2 separate regions of the Sus scrofa genome follow, and region 1 is linked to region 2. Evidence: chromatin contacts called from public HiChIP or PLAC-seq data. All regions are on one chromosome and are shown on one strand. Each heading gives the region's core, a stretch centred on a gene start, on an enhancer-like site or on the middle of the called end of the contact. The rest is flanking DNA. Distances are from core to core; before and after follow the strand shown. Region 1 has its middle 48 kb from the start of TFPI. Region 2 has its middle 54 kb from the start of CALCRL.

Evidence for each region. HiChIP or PLAC-seq counts read pairs in DNA pulled down with a chosen protein or histone mark.
Region 1: an H3K27ac HiChIP or PLAC-seq map of alveolar macrophages shows a contact between it and region 2. The contact joins two enhancer-like sites. A contact is called at or near these places in 2 of 5 promoter capture datasets (liver and skeletal muscle), 3 of 47 Hi-C or Micro-C datasets (liver, psoas muscle and retroperitoneal adipose tissue) and 2 of 2 datasets of contacts at active chromatin or transcription factors (alveolar macrophages and skeletal muscle).

What each region holds. Positions count from the first base shown.
Region 1 is chr15:92,333,983-92,337,549 of Sscrofa11.1, forward strand. No RefSeq gene overlaps it. Among named protein-coding and RNA genes, the nearest start is that of TFPI, 48 kb to the right of the region's middle. Within about 2 kb of position 1,674, at least 2 of the 83 cell types and tissues checked have an H3K27ac peak or open chromatin away from gene starts, as enhancers often do. A contact at or near this core is called in alveolar macrophages, where this site is marked.
Region 2 is chr15:92,223,427-92,227,298 of Sscrofa11.1, forward strand. No RefSeq gene overlaps it. Among named protein-coding and RNA genes, the nearest start is that of CALCRL, 54 kb to the right of the region's middle. Within about 2 kb of position 2,360, at least 4 of the 83 cell types and tissues checked have an H3K27ac peak or open chromatin away from gene starts, as enhancers often do. A contact at or near this core is called in alveolar macrophages, where this site is marked.

The sequences.
Region 1 (3,567 bases), core at 424-2,923, 110 kb after region 2:
TTTCGGAGGCTGCTGAGATGTACTTCATTTTGAGCTCTTTCTTTTAGCCCATGAGAAGAAAAGTTAATGTTGCAGATTATGGCTGACTCCATAAACAGTGGCTCTTTAATCAGAGTACCAAGTGGATATTGCCAGGTGAAAGCTCTACTGAATTCTGCTCAGAGAACTGTTAAGAAATAAATACAAAGCACTGTGATTGGACCAAGAGACATGAAATTCCAGTGCTGATTCTGAAACCTTCTAGTGTGACCTTTGACAAAACTTTTTAGGTCTTGCTGTTCCCAACTTAAAATCCAGCAGAATCTGGAGTTCCCGTTGTGGCTCAGCGGAAACAAATCTGACTAGGAACCATGAGGTTGTGGGTTTGATCCCTGGCCTTGCTCAGTGGGCTAAGGATCTGGCATTGCCTTGAGCTTTGGTGTAGGTCGAAGACGTGGCTTGGATGGTGTTGCTGTGGCTGTGGCGTAGGCCAGTGGCAACAGCTCCGATTTGACCCCTAGCTTGGGAACCTCCATATGCCGTGGGTACAACCCTAAAAAACAAACAAACAAAAATTTAAAAAAGAAGAAAAAATAAAATAAAATTCTGAGCAGAATCAAATACTAGACTTTAATATGTACCCGAGACCCTGTCTCATCTCTCGTGCTTGGTATATTATCTGACCCCTATAAAGAGATCAACATATAGCTTTTGAATTTATATTATAAAAAACTGAAACTTTTTCCAATAAGTTTGTAAAAGTATTATTTTTTCCAAAGATTCATTGATTCTATTTGCCCAACATTAGTTAAGTCTAGTGATTGAAAAAAAATCTATGCTTTGAATTTATAAGACTCTTAAACCAATCCTTTTTCCTCTACTATGCATCAAGTGCTATACTAAATGGAAAGCCTAATAGAAATTGTAGTATTTATATATTTAAATAATTGGTCAAGCACATAGTTATACTCCATGAAGGCCCTTGGATAGTTTTTATTAATATCATTTAATAGCCTTATTTAGAAATAACTGGTAAACTGCATCCCACTAATCATATTCTTCAGAGTCACCATTTTATAAACTCCAGGTGAAATAAATGGAATGAGGCCTTTCAGGAATCATTCTGGATATGAGAGTCAGGCGAAAAGATGGATCATGGGACCTCTCAACAGTGAAACAGACAACAAATATTTGGTAAAGTGGAGCAGAACAAAATGAAAATGTTTTGATAATCAATTAGGTAATTCTAGCCAGTGAGACATCAATACATCAGTTCAACCTGATATATCTTAATTATTTATAAAATAATCTTTTCCCAGAATAGACTGAAGACACTTGCAATCATTTAATAAGTAGTGATCAAACCTATATTTTGAGCTAGATGTTGTACTAGTTGTGTTGGGGAGTTAAGGAAAAAATAGGGTATATTCTGTTATCTAGTTGTTTACAACATAGATTTGACTAGCACATGAAGACAAATTCTCTGCAATCAGCAACTAATACTGCTAATACAGAGTCTAGATGTAACCATGCAGAGCACTCAGTAAGGTTTTCTATAGAACCAGGAATGAAGTATGACATATATAATAATAATTAGTCATACTTGTCCTTTTCAGAATCCTACATGCAGGATTGTGCCTACATTTGTGGTCCCATGTAAGGCTCACAAGGGCCGTAGTTCTCCAGTAATGAGTATTAATTACCATGTGAAATGGACTTTGACTAACACTCAGGAGGAAGCTATCTCAGAATCTCTGGATTACTGTTTATATTATTTGACTAACTTAAGTCACATTTGACCAAAAATGTGGTTTGGGTAGAACTGACCACTTATTTTGAAATCATGTGGCTACTGCCTTGGAGCATAGTTTTGCCATGAAAACAAAACAAAACACTTTTAAATGAAACATAACAGACTGTCCCTGATGAGAGTGCAAGAAAAAAAAAAATTGAGAATTATTTCTGTAAAGTTTTTTAGGTATTATGTTATGAGTTAATAATTCCTCTTTATTCTTAATTGTTTGAAAGTCATTATGTACACCCAGAGATAATTTATACATCAACAAAATTGTGTATGCTATGCTTTGTTCGAAATGTACCAATAATTTGAGGAGAAACACATTTTTTTATACTCTACATCAAAAAAATCCTAGTTAGAAAATAAGTTGACCTGACCTTCTATTATTTTACCTAAATTGCTTAGTATTTTTCAAGTTATTTTTATTACTTAATGAACTGTATTTGGTTAAAGGACCCAGATCTGATGTCTAGACTATTGAAAGTGAATATGTTATTTTCCATTACTAAAATCGATTTCACACTAATTTGAGCCTCTCCTTTCCACCAAAGGGCTAGCTGTTGCTAGAATAAAGAACTGGCAGTGGCAAATGAGATATGCTGTGGACTAATTAAAAATAAGTTTTAAAATATAACAAAATCATAAAGCTCACAAAATGAACTCCCCTAAATGGGTGCCCCTGTTTGCTAGGGCAGTTTCAGTTTTTATTTTTGTGCTCAGTGTCCTGGTTTGGATGAAAAATTATATGTGGTAACCCTAGCTATACTTATCCATATTGTACTGACAAGTGGCACATAAATACTGAGAGTAATTCATCTGGAAAAATCTAATCACTACTCCTGAAAGAGTTTAAAATAGTTCTTATTTCTAGGCTAGTATTAGCTGGTATATACTCTGGATATGAATTGTGGATTTATTCTGAAATGCTTCTTATTTGCTGAGTATCAGTCTTGATTTTGAAAATAAATTGTTTAACTTTTGTGTTTATGCGTGTTGACCCAAGTAGCATTTGATTAAATGACCACATATTATATTTTGCTTAAAAGATTAATAATTAAGTTATAGAGATGCCAAATGGCATGAATGTTTTCCCAGTACAGACTATTTTATTCCACTATTGTCATATTTATATAACTTGTAAAATTATTAGCAATTTATATTCTCTTTTCAATAATTGATTCATGTTTAACATCACTATTGTATACAGTGAAAGCTTTTAAATATAAGGAAATGTGTAACTATAATACATATATTAAAGAATTATATTAAAGAATAAACAATGTATCTGCCTAAGAGTTCTTTACACCTTTGAGAAAGCTATCATTTTTTTAATACTCAGCTTCGAGGAATTGAGTGTTATCTACAGTCTCATCCTGCCATCTAGCGTTAAACATTCTCAAATTACCAAAGTTGCTCTCTAGATGAAGTAATAATGCAATTGTCTTTTTTTTTCTTTAAAGAAAAATCCCAATAACTTTGGAAGACTCCTAAGAAAACATTCTGATGATGTTTTGAGATGACTAGAGTTATAATAGACTATACAATCAAAGTAGTATATATAGTGACAAGATGGCAAACAATCATTATAAATGTTAAAATATAAGCAAAACACTACAAATTAAAATGGCATACTAAAGGGTCGGTTAGCTCAGTTGGTTAGAGCATGGTGCTGATAAAATGACATGCCACCTTTGGTCTTTCAGTTAATGTACATGTCACATATATGTACAACATATATATGTAACACACATATATTTAAATATTGTAAAGGATCTAAAGCTGGACAACTC
Region 2 (3,872 bases), core at 1,110-3,609:
CACACATTTGGCCCTGTATCTCCACTCCGAGCTTTGGCAACTGCCCACCATCCTGAGAATATTGTTTTAGTATACACATCTCCTTTAATACACATTAATGGTGGTTTCCCCAATTTTTCTCACTCTAGTTCCATCTATACTCTGTCAAATATCACCCTTTCTTTCAATATATAGGCTAAGTTTGAATGGAATGGCAATGTTTAAATGAATAGGCAAAGACTTGGTCCAGGAGAATGGAATGATGTTAGAATTCTGAGGTGGACATCAATTTCTAGAACATTGTGTAGAGAGTACCATATATGTTGATTCATAGCCACACTATCTTTTTTCATTTCAGCTCTTCCCTATGCATCTGTCTCTTCCTTCTTCTAGGGAGAATTGCTAAATGTATAGTCTAATCCATTAACACTCACAAATACAACTCAAGAGCTAATGTTAATGAAAAATCTACAGTCACAATGAAGAGAGACTGTAAAACAAGAGTTTATCACCATACAATCTTGAAAATACCTTTGGCTGAGATGAAAGAGACATGCTCAAGAGGAAATTAAAGACTCCAGAGGCAGTTAATCTAATTTGGAATAGGACTAACTGAATTATGAAGGCAAAATCAACCTTCAGGATTTAAATGAATTATAAATACAAAGATCCCTTCACTATTCATCAGTTTATATCAAGATATGCAATTTGATTTAAAAATTTCCTGTCTTGGACAGGTTTCTGAAAAGTGATCTGAGTAGGAATGAGGAATAGAATGAGTTCTCTATTGTTACAATGGATCATTCATCACTCAGAGGTGAGACTTCACATGCATGATATGCTTAGAGACACTGAATTTTGAAGGATATGGATTTGAAAATGCATCCTGACTTTTAGATTTCTTTTCTTAATCAAAGTAAAAATGTTTTATCTTTGATAATGGTGTTGATGTTTTCTACTGATGTATTATTATTGTTAGGAAACCAGCTGTTTAAGATTTAAATCATACCATAGAGTTGCTGTGCTCTGATAGCAAGAAAATCATTTGAGAATTTCTTTTAATATGTTGGATCTTCAGGTTCTTCTGAACTATTAGTTGCCAACATTCCTATAATATTTTAAAATAATTCTAGGTTTTGATTTTAAGAGCTGCCTGTTAGTTCTTCAAAGCAATGCTGTTGCACTCATTTAAAAACGAAGTCTTTCAACTAGTTGAATCAGCATTGCCTGGGAATATATTCAAAATGAAGCTTCTTGGGTACCCCCAGACTGACTGAATCAGAAACTCTGGGGATGGGGTTAATTGGTATTCTAATAAGCTCTCTGAGGATTCTGATACATGTTCAATTTTAAGAACTACCCCTCTTCTAAACTATTGCTTGTCACTAATTTATGTATCTTTGAACCCCTTGACAGTATGGTAAAGCCTATCAACCTTTTGTCAGCATAATATTTTTAAATACCCAAAGTAAAATATATAGGTTGTCAGAGAAATAGGTTATATTGAAATTTAATTATCCAAATATTAAAAACAAATTTGTGATACAATAATACATGTGCTTCTTTATATATTTAACTAACAAGTCCAAGGGCAAGTCTAATTACTATCATAGTTTAAAATATTGGTGATCAAAAAGTTATTTCCAGATATCTGTAACAATTACATGATATGACTGTATCTGTGATTTGTATTGGTGAGAGTCACAGGTATTACTAATGCTGTTGTGCTTTATGCCTACGTTCATAATTGAAGGAGATATTGAATTTCAGCCAGCAGTTAATGAAAATAAAAATATGAGTTTTTTTGTGCATATAAATTCATGTATCCCCTGAATTCTATCTATAAACCCTCAGGAGAGAAGCACCCTTGTAAGATGGGTGATTTTTAGCTCATCTAAAGTATGCTTATCTTATGATCTGATAAATATAATACATTATAAACAACATAGGAGACAGGATGTGAATCAAATGTGTTCTAGAAGCCATAGAATAAATTGTTCTCCCCCAGAGCACCTTGTGGCCTAACACCTGTGACAGTGAAAGCACAGCTGATTTAATAGTTTACTGGAAATTACCAGCAGTGCTACATATTTTCCTGCTTAATCATACAAGACCTTCGTTTTCATTATAGTTTTAAATTCCTTCCCACATGCTTTGTAAATCTTTAATTGTCACTTTATGCATTCATTGATACCCCCTTAGAACCTCTTAGAGCAAGTTTTCAACTTTTCACATTGTCATTGCTAGCTAGCTCCCTTTGAGGAAATGGATGTTCAGAGATCACGTAAACAAGTCAAGGTCATGGAGTTCAGGGCAGTGACTCTCATTCAGTTCCATATTTCTGGTTCTGTGTTCTGACCTTGCTGGTTATGGCTGGAGTGAGGCAGGGAGCCAATGAGACCTGGGCTGCCACGATTTGAGAGAGCTGTGTGGCCATATCAGTTGAATGAAAAGAACAAAAAGAATTCTATTTCAGCCACTGATGAAAGACTACTCAAACAGGAAATAATCAGAGTATAAAAGGAAGAATCGACTTTCATCATGAGACAGAAGAGACAATAGTCTGCTAGAAAAAAAAAAAAAAAGTTCCTATTTTGTTTATGAGACATTGTACAAAGGAATTTTTACCAGTTTCTCATTTTGGAAGCCATTATTTTAAACCCATGTCTTTGCCTTTCAGCTCCTTTTATTTGACAGATTCTTACCCTAAAGCTTGATTATCAAATGACAGTAAAAGGTTTCATGGAGGGCTTTCTTATAAATATTTTCTTCTATCTTTTCTCTTTCTGTTATGAACAGTTATACTGTTCCAGTATCAAATACTGACACTTTTCTAGCTTTAATTTTATATTTTGGAAACAGTATGATATTGACATGTTTTCAAAACTCAGTTTTATTAATCAATTGAGGATTGCCTCTGCCTTATTGATTCAACTATATTTTTTAATAGACCAGGGAAGAGAAATATTTTTTGAGTGCCTACTCTGTGCCAAGCTCTTACAATATAGAGGAAGCAGTGTAATACAGGAAATAAGATAACACACCCGATTGGGCAGGTGGGTAGAGGAAAAGGAAGTCTCTGTAGATGTTACAGCTATTCAGGAAGCCAAGGGCTGGTGGTGAGAGCACACAATAAAGGGACTACAGTGCTCGTAAGCATCTTAGTGGGGTGTAAATATCTGCAAAGGATCAGCAGTAGCAGGAATCAAAGTATGTTGGTCATGCAGAATGCTAAGTTTTCTCTTTAGCTAGGGGTCTGTAGGTAGCTGCAGGAGGAAAATTTAAGATGAAAGGTAGGGTAAATCTGTCTCATGTAGACAAATTGAGTATTTTTTAATAGGTGAAAGGGAAGGGAAAGTAGTATTTTCCATTAGTTTCTATTTTTAATTAAATTTTATTGAAGTATAGTTGATTTACAATGTGTTAATTTCTATTATATAGCAAAGTGATTCAGCCGTACATATACAGCTATCCATTCCCATATAGATTATCACATAACATTGTATAGATTTCCCTGTGCTATACAGCAGGTCCCTGTTGATCATCCATTCCATACATAAAGGTGTCTTTGCCATTCCCAAACCCTGATCCATCCCTCCCCTTGCTTCCCCTTTGGTAACCATACATCTGTTTTCAAAGTCTATAAGCCTATGAGTAAATAAGTTCACGTGTATAATTTTTAAAATTCATATTTAACATACAAAATATCTACATTTGGAGGATGAACAAAAGCAGAGAGGAGGAAAACTTGCAGTTTCTGTGCAGGAGGTAGTGGGAGGATCTTTTAAGGGAGGGGCTTCTTCATGAGAACCAGTGTCTCCAGAGAAAGAACAACTGTCCCCCCAAACTCTGATGTTTAAAGCACTCTCCAGGAATGCAGTAGAAGTTAATGC